Linked DNA regions of Ovis canadensis: region 1 is linked to region 2. The links are chromatin contacts, called in public Hi-C maps. All regions are on one chromosome and are shown on one strand. Each heading gives the region's core, a stretch centred on a gene start, on an enhancer-like site or on the middle of the called end of the contact. The rest is flanking DNA. Distances are from core to core; before and after follow the strand shown.

Region 1 (3,992 bases), core at 1,212-3,711, 160 kb before region 2:
ATATGCTTATAATCACTACCATTTTAGGAGCTTTCTTTGTGTTTAGCATGGATATACGAGCTTTACATTTTACTACTTAATTCTCATTGGCAACTCTGCAAGGTTGGTTGCGTTGTCCCCAGTTTCCATATGGGGAAACAGACAAGAGTTTAAGCGACTTTTGAAAAGTCACACAAGCTGTCTTCAAAAATAAATAAATAAAGATGCTTGAGTGTTTTTACTCTCTATAGGCCTTCTACAAACAGAAGCAGATCTTCTGAATTTCTGGCAATGTTAAGATGAAGGAAGCTACATCTTCTACAGAGCTGAAAAATTACAAAAAGAGCCTCAGCCAATGTCATTTCTTATCAGAGAACGAAGATGTTTAATTTGCCCAGATTAACTCCTACAGGTTCTCTGCAGCCTGTTTCCAGGCAACCAACTGCAAAATGCTCTACTGGGCTAAAGAGGAACCAATGGAAGCTTCTTTAAGAGTGTTATGCGCCTGGGAGGAAGCGATTGGGCTCGGAAAACAGCACAGCTGCTTTTGCAAAAGGATCCAAACTCATTCTCTGTAAACGTGATCTATGTGCTTTTTCTCCATTCTGTCCCCGTAACTGTGAAACTAGTATCGCCTTCTGGTACCGTATTTACTAAAGAATTTAATAAAGCGGAACATGATCCTATGTCACGCGCCTAAAACAGTTTGGAGTGTGGGGGTCTCTAATTAGGTGTGGCATCATCTCACTGTCTCAGCGTGCGTTGCACAATTACAACACCTCGGAGGGCCCCGTGGTGCTGCAGAGAAGCCCCCACGACACCACACTGAAAGTCGGGTAAGAGCTCAGGTTCTGGGCGATCTCGGAACGGGTCACAAACCACCCAGGCTTCCTTTATCCTCCTGAGTGGCTCACGTCGCCTCGGGACGGGATCCGGAGGGCTCCTGCAGACCATCGGCCCCTCTCCACCTGCCCTGTACCCCTACTCTCCCAGTCTGGAAGGAAAACCGCGCCACTTCCCCGGGAGACCCAGGGCCACCGACAGGGAGTGGAGGAAGCGGCTGGGAGCTGTCCATGGTGGCGCCGCGCCTGGGCACGCAGAGCCGCCGGCTCCCGCCCCCGGGCGCGCCCGGGATCACGCTCCAGACCGCCGGAATGGAGAGACAGACTCGCTCCCAGCCAGCAGCCAGGCACTGGCTCACACATCAAAAGTTCCGTTTTAAAAGGGTTTTCTCACCTGTGGGCAGCCTTGGCTGCACGAAGTAGGACTCAGGACCTCAAACCCGGCTCCTGGCGGCGCGCCTGGGACGGCCGTAGTGTTGGACCCTTGGGGAACCGCGGCGGTCTTGAGAGCGCGGACAGCGAGTCTGCGGCGGAAGACCTCGGCGCACTGAGCTCCTTTCTCAGGAGCACATGCGTCCCGCCGGCTTCACTCCAGAGTGTCTCTGGCCCTGATTCCCAGAGCGGCGAGCTGGAGAGCTGGCCACGGCCCTGGCCTGGGCTCCGCCAGGTCCCTGTCTTTATTCCCAACCTTATTTGACCTTTCTCGGAGCTGACATTCCTCTCCAGGGACTGCTGAACCCTCTTGCAGCGATGCCAGGTTGGGCGTCGTAGTCTAGACATCAGTAGGGGTCCTCCTGTCATCTAACATTCAATTAACCTCCACCGGCCGTGTGCCAGAGCGATGCTGGGTGCCTCTCGCCGTCGGGGAGAGCGCGCGCGGCGAGGCAGCAGGAAGCGCAGGGGAAACAAGAAGGAAGACCGCGCTCAAAGCCGAGCAGCAGGGCGCAGACCTGTCGCCAGGCGCGCGCCCCCCAGTGCTCGGTGTGAGCCGACTCCCTGTGAGCTGGACTCCGCGATCTGACCCTCGGAGCAGTCACTCCTCGACGAGACACTTCGGGGAGCAAGTATCTCCCCGGAGACACTCAGAACCGGGGAACTCTACAGAAAACGGGGACCTGCTCCCCGCCGGATGCGCTCCGAGGACACTGGCGCCCCCCCGGCACCTGCTCCTTGCAAAGTCTCACACGACCTCAGAGAAATCCCACAGCGGACGTGTGCCCATCAACAGACACGTGGACAGACAGACGAACAGACAGCACAGCACAGACTGGACAGACAAACAAGCCCATGACGCGGTGCGCTTTCCCTAACACCGGTGGAGGCGCCGAACCCCCCATCTCCCCTCCCTTCTGAGGCTGGGCAGTCCGCACAGCCCCGGCGCGCCGAGCCGGCCCGCTTACCTCTGGGTCGGTAGCCGAGACACTCTCACGCCTCGCGGGCCAGAAGCGCCGCGGCCAGAGCGGTCGGGTGGCACACTGACCGGCCCGGTTATGTCCCGGGACTCGGGCAAGCCGAGTGGTAGTTCGTCCGGGAAAGCGGGGTTCAGCCCCGGACCGCGCTCAGCTCCGCCGGCTCCGCGCGCCGCTGGCCCTCGCCAGGCTCAGCCGGGGTGCACCGCGCTGCGCTCGCCCGCGCTCCCCGGCCGCCCTCCAGAGCGGCGGCTTTTATAGAGTGCTGCCTGCTCTTCAGCCGGCCGCGCCAGGCTGGCTCCTCCCCGGGGCCCCTGACGCCCGCGCGCCACCGACCCGCCCCCCGCTGAAGCTCGCCTCCCCCTTGCCCAAGTCGGGCGGGGGCCCCGGGCCCCGGCCGGCCCCGGGCGGGCTCTGGCGGCCGCTCTGGGAGACGCAGACCCGAGCCCGCGGAGCCCGGGGGAGCCCGAGCGCGCGGAGCCCGCCGGCGGCGGCGTCAGCAGCCAGGTGAGGGCGCTGGAGCCCAGGACACGGGAGGAGCAGCAGCGGCTGGCCGCGAGAGCCTCTTCCCCGTGCTCAGAGGGTTTGGGGTCTCGGTGCGTAGGCCTGAATCCCCACTCCAAACCAGCCAGGGAAGAGGCTCTCTCGGAGAAAGCCTAGCGCCTAGCACAGAATCGCGGAGAGACGAGGTTCAGGGTTATTAAGTCTCAGAATCTTTTTTTTCCTAATCCTATCAGGGTGTAATAGGGAAGAACAGACCTGAGTCCGTATTAGATGTGTTTCTTTTGCTTTAACCTTTGTATTCTGTTGCTTTAGCAGTGTTGCCTGTAGCCTGAAATATAAAGGATAGCCCGTTCTCAAGGCTCTGACCTTTGAGGATAACACTTGTTCTTGCATAGAGAGAGAAAACGTTTCAGAAGAGAGAGTAACATTTGTCTTGTTGGAAGTTTATAGGAACACTGTGACCCGATTTCAGCGGACAAAGATTACTGTATCAAGACATCTGCAACCAGCAACCTTGCCCTTTCCCTCACCTTGCCTTTAAAAATGCTTTGCTGAAACTCTTCCCGGAGTTTCAGGTTTTGAGGTACTGCAATAGACTTTTTTTGCACCAAATTCTGACATTTCGGTTTGCTTGGCCTCATTGTGTGTTGGGCACACAAGCTTGCCTTTGGTAAGGAGAGGGTGGCTTTAGAAAGAGATCCTAGTATAAGATTAAGCAGTTGCTCCAAGTGGAAGACCTGTGGGCTTTTCTGTCAAAGGGATCTTGATTTGAAACCAGAGTCAGACACGCTAGGTATGTGACTGCGGATGGGGATCTTATCACTCCCTGGTGGCTCAGACGGTAAAGAATCTGCCTGCAATGTGGGAGACCTGGGTTCCATCCCTGGGTCAGGAAGATCCCTTGGTGAAGGGAACGGCAACCGACTCTAGTTCTCTTGCCAGAAGAATCCCATGGAAAGAGGAGCCTGGTGGGCTACAGCCCATGAGGTTGCAAAGAGTCAGACACAGCTGAGAGAGTAACGCTTTCACTTTCATAGGGATCTTAACCTCCCTGGGCCTCAGTTTCTTCATCAGGAAAACGCGTTGCTTCCTTACCAACTCATAGGATGTGAGGGCACAGTAGTGCAGGTACCTAGGTCACAGCAGGTCTTCAGTAAATTAAACTCCTCCCTGTATGTGGGGGAGAGCTCTTTGACTGGACAGACTGAGGCCCTCCAGGGTCAGATCAAAAAGGCAAAACTGGTCTAGATATTTCCTT
Region 2 (4,247 bases), core at 249-2,748:
GTTCGTAAGTCCAATTTGTTTCTAACTCCAACAAAGTCAGCCTAGTTACCCAATAACACATTCTGCTGTATAGTACCATACTGTAATAAGTTTATAATACTTTTCACACAAATAATACATATAAAATCAAACACAACAAATAAAGGAAATATTTTTAATCTTACAGTACAGGACCTTGAGAAGTACAGGAGTACAGTACCACAGCTGGCACACAGGGGCTGGCATCGAGTGAACAGGCAAGAAGAGTCACTGACTGGAGGAGGGAGAGGAGGTGGGAGATGGTGGAGCGGAAGGGTCGTCAGCAACAGGAGATGGAGGGCAAGCTGAGATGTCACTCATGCCTGATATTGATGGCAGAGGTTCTGATTCCTTGCTCGATTCAATTCTATCTACCCTCTTGAAAAAATGATCCAGTGATGCATATTAGCATCTTTGAAAATTCGCAGCTTGAAGGTTTGTATGTAGGAGACGTATTCTACCTTGGACTTTTCCTGTGAGCAGTAAGACCTGACTTTTGTGTCTACTCTGTACCTCTCACCCACCTTCATGACACAGTGCCTGGGGAGTTTTATGCCCGTTCCTGGGGCAAGGAGCAATGAACATAGAAGGTGAGTCCTTTGACGTGCTGGTTAGTGATAGCCTCTGTCCTCTGACTCTGGTCCTGCTACTTCCATTCTAACCATGTGGTCTTCATTTCCCCAGGTGGCACAGAGAACAGGACAGAACAGAATTGAACACAGTGGTTTTGGCGAGCAAGTCAACACGCAAACGGGAATGAGAGCCCTGGGACTTTCCTAAGACAAACAAAGGATTTAAAAGAAATAACAGTATTTAACAGAACTCAAAACCCCCAAGTTCAGATTAAGAAAACAACTTGCTACAAACAACGGAAGATACTAAAATTAGCTGTATTTTTTTTTTTTTACTAGAAACTCTCTCATCACAGCACTCAAAAAAAGGTACATCAAGTTTAAGAAATGTTTTTATGATGGGAAAATAGAAATTTTCAGCTCCAGGAAGAATAAGTACTGAATCCTCCACTGACTGGAGCTTCCCAAGTGTCGCTAGTGGTAAAGAACCTGCCTGCCAGTGAAGGAGACATAATGAGACCCGGGTTCGATCTCTGGGTTAAAAAGATCCCGCGGGAGGAGGGTATGGCAACCCACTCCAGTATTCTTGCCTGGAGAATCCCATGGACAGAGGAGCCTGTAGGCTAACACTTCATGTGGTAGCAAAGAGTTGGACATGAATGAAGCAACTCAGCTGATCCACTCAGTGGCCTACCCCAAATCTTTGTTCATTCCTGCTTCCCCAAGTGCCTGGCTTCCTGTCAAACTACTATTGTCCCGAAGCCTTCACGTTTCCTCTTGATCATATTTCTTCCCTCAGGCCCCTTTTCAGCAATGAGCCAAAGCTCCAGGCAGTTGTCAAGTATTCCTCTTGTGCAGGCCAAGCCGTCCAAGGAGTGACACCACAAAGTGAAGACGCAAACGGATATGACGAGGCACTTGATGTTGGACTTGGCACAGCCCTGGGCAGAGAAGCTGCAGGGGAGGATCCACGCGGAGCCAGGATCCACATTATTTCCAGAAGAGTCATCGGGATATAACTGCACATGGCTCAAGTTCAGAGTCCTGGGTCAAAGCCCTTGGGAAATCCTATGGTCCAGAGTCTCTCACCCCAGTTGACACCTGGCATCAGTAAACATTCTAGACCAAGGGTCAGAAAACTATGGGCTCTGGGCCAAATAGGACCCCTGCCTATTTTTGTGTGACTAGCAAGCTTCAAGTGATTTTTAAATATTTGAAAAAAAATTAAGAAATATTCTTGACATTAAAATGGTATGCAATTAAAGTTTCAGTGTCTAAAATTAAAGTTTTGCTGCATACCACCACAGCCACTGACCTGTGCCTGTGTCTGTGGCTGCTTTCTTATTGTGTTAGAAGAGCTGAGTAGTATCAGAGACTGTATGGCCCACAGGAGCCTGAAATATTTACTCTCTGGCCCTCTGCAGAGAAAGTCTGCTATCCTCATATCCAGTTGCTTTTTAAAATGATTTTATTTATTTATATATTATGGCTCTGCTTGGTCTTCGTTGCTGAAAGGGGTTTCTCTGTTGTTGCTGTTCAGTCCCTCAGTCTTGTCCAACTCTTTACAATGCCATGGACTGCAGCACGCCAGGCTTCCCTGTCCTTCACCATCTCCTGGAGTTTGCTCAGACTCATGTCCATTGAGTTGTTGATGCCATTCATCATCGACTTTGGGAGCTTTCTCTAGTTGTGGTAATTGGGGCCTACTGTTCACTGTGGTGTTCGGGGTACTTTTCTCATTTTGGTGGCTTCTCTTGTTGAGGGTGGGCAGGCTTCAGTAGCTATGGCTCATGGCTCAGGAGTTGGGGCTACTAGCCTCCAGAGCACAGGCTCAGCCGTCGTGGTGCACAGGTTTAGTTGCCCCACAGCATGTGGGATCTTCCTGGATCAGGGATTGAAATGGTGTCTCCTGCATTGGCAGGTGGATTCTTTACCATGAGCCACCAGGGAAGCCCCAGTATTCAACTCTTTTTCAGAGACTGCAGTAGCAAAAGAAGAGAAAGGAACAGAGGAGAGGCAAGTCACAACCATCCCATCTAAGATGGGGAGCCCAGCTGGTCAGACAGGATCAGAGCTTGGGAATCACTACTTAGATCTGGCCACTGTGTTTCCACAAGGGGGCCCTTGGATGCCGTGAGGGATGGGCCAGGCCTGGTGACCGCCCTGCCGCTGCATCATCTCACCCTGCTACGGCCCTTCCTTGTCACTCGGCGTGCCTCTGGACTGCTCTTCCGGCAGCAGCCATTGCTGTCCTCATCTCCAGGGCAGAAGAAGTCTAAGTTCGGCTCCATTTGGCAGATGGAGAATTTGGGAAGACCTTACGTGTCATTCCAGCAATTCTGAGTGCCAATAACCTCTTCAAGATCAGTCCCCTCTCTCAATTCAACTTCTGTGCTGGCCCCTTGGACAGTCCCGGGGCTCCATTCTGTGTCCTGATAGACCCTAAGAAAGGGATTAATGTCTCCAGATATCCCACGGGCCGTCCTGCAAAAGGTGGTTCTATGAGGTCCCAGAGTCAAACTACTGTGAATGGGTGGAGGGATAATAGCTTTGAACTTGCATGGGGAAGGCTCACCTCACAATGTTTGCTGAGCAGAACCCAACCGACCACCTTGGGAGGCAATGAGTTCACTGCTTTAGCAGAAATTATGTGAGTGATAAGAGAGTGGTGGGTCCGATGACCTCTGGCTGCAAGGATTGTCGGAATCAGAACTCATGGATTTGGGGGCAGAGTTTGACCCCTCAGACACTGAATGTCTCCCAGGTGACACAGCGGTAAAGAATCTGCCTGCCAATGTATGAGACATGGATTCGATCCATGGGTCAGGAAGATCTCCTGGAATAGGAAATGGCAACCCATTCCAACATTCTTGTCTGGAGAATTCCAAGGACAGAGGAGCCTGGTGGGCTACAGTCCATGGGGTCGGAAAGAGTCAGACTCCACTTAGTGACTGCACACACACACACACACACACACACACACACACACACACACACTGAAGGCAGGAGCTCAGAGCACGGACTTTGGTGTCAGAGCTGTCCTAAGGTCAAGCCTCAGGCTCAGTCACTTACTGATTGAGTAATTTGTAAAGTTAAACTCATTGTTGACTGGGGGATTTTTGCAGAAAATAACGCCTATGGTGGTTTTTATTTTGGCTGGCCCCCAAATTAATTCTATTATTTCACTAGCAATTTGCAGGTTATTACATTCAATAGTTATACCTGACACACCTGTAAAGCCTTCTAATTTTCATGAAATGTTGTCTTCAACCCAAAGCAAAGGATTGACGCAAAGGAGCCTTCTCCAGTACAGTGAGTTTCATGTTTACTTTCTGTATCAGAATCAATCACTAAGGTTTTTTGTCTTTTTGTTGGTCTAATATTCACGTCATCTGAATTAGAACTATGTTCTGAAGAACTATCATCTTCTGAGATGCTAGTATATATATCACTCGGACAATCAGAAAGTATAAAATCATGAAAAACTTCTTCACTCAAAATTTCAGGATGCATCATTTTTGAAATTTTACACTGATGATATACACAAGGTTGGAACAAAAACCTAATGTAACAAAATGTGAGTGATTATGACAATCATATGTTGCATAATGAACACTAGATCAATCTGAAGCTCTAACAACTTCCTGTAGTGATATT

The links. A called contact is a pair of places that touch in the nucleus more often than the background predicts.
Region 1: a contact with region 2 is called in a Hi-C map of fibroblasts, with 5 times the contacts expected there. The contact joins the promoter of CEMIP here to the enhancer-like site in region 2. A contact is called at or near these places in 2 of 2 Hi-C or Micro-C datasets (fibroblasts and lung).

Annotation. Positions count from the first base shown.
Region 1 is chr18:40,265,811-40,269,802 of ARS-UI_OviCan_v2, reverse strand. It overlaps CEMIP (cell migration inducing hyaluronidase 1), which reads right to left and starts at 2,461. Exons shown (of 28, transcript XM_069559650.1): 1 at 2,222-2,461.
Region 2 is chr18:40,109,507-40,113,753 of ARS-UI_OviCan_v2, reverse strand. No RefSeq gene overlaps it. Among named protein-coding and RNA genes, the nearest start is that of ABHD17C, 63 kb to the left of the region's middle. Within about 2 kb of position 1,498, the one cell type or tissue checked has open chromatin away from gene starts, as enhancers often do. A contact at or near this core is called in fibroblasts, where this site is marked.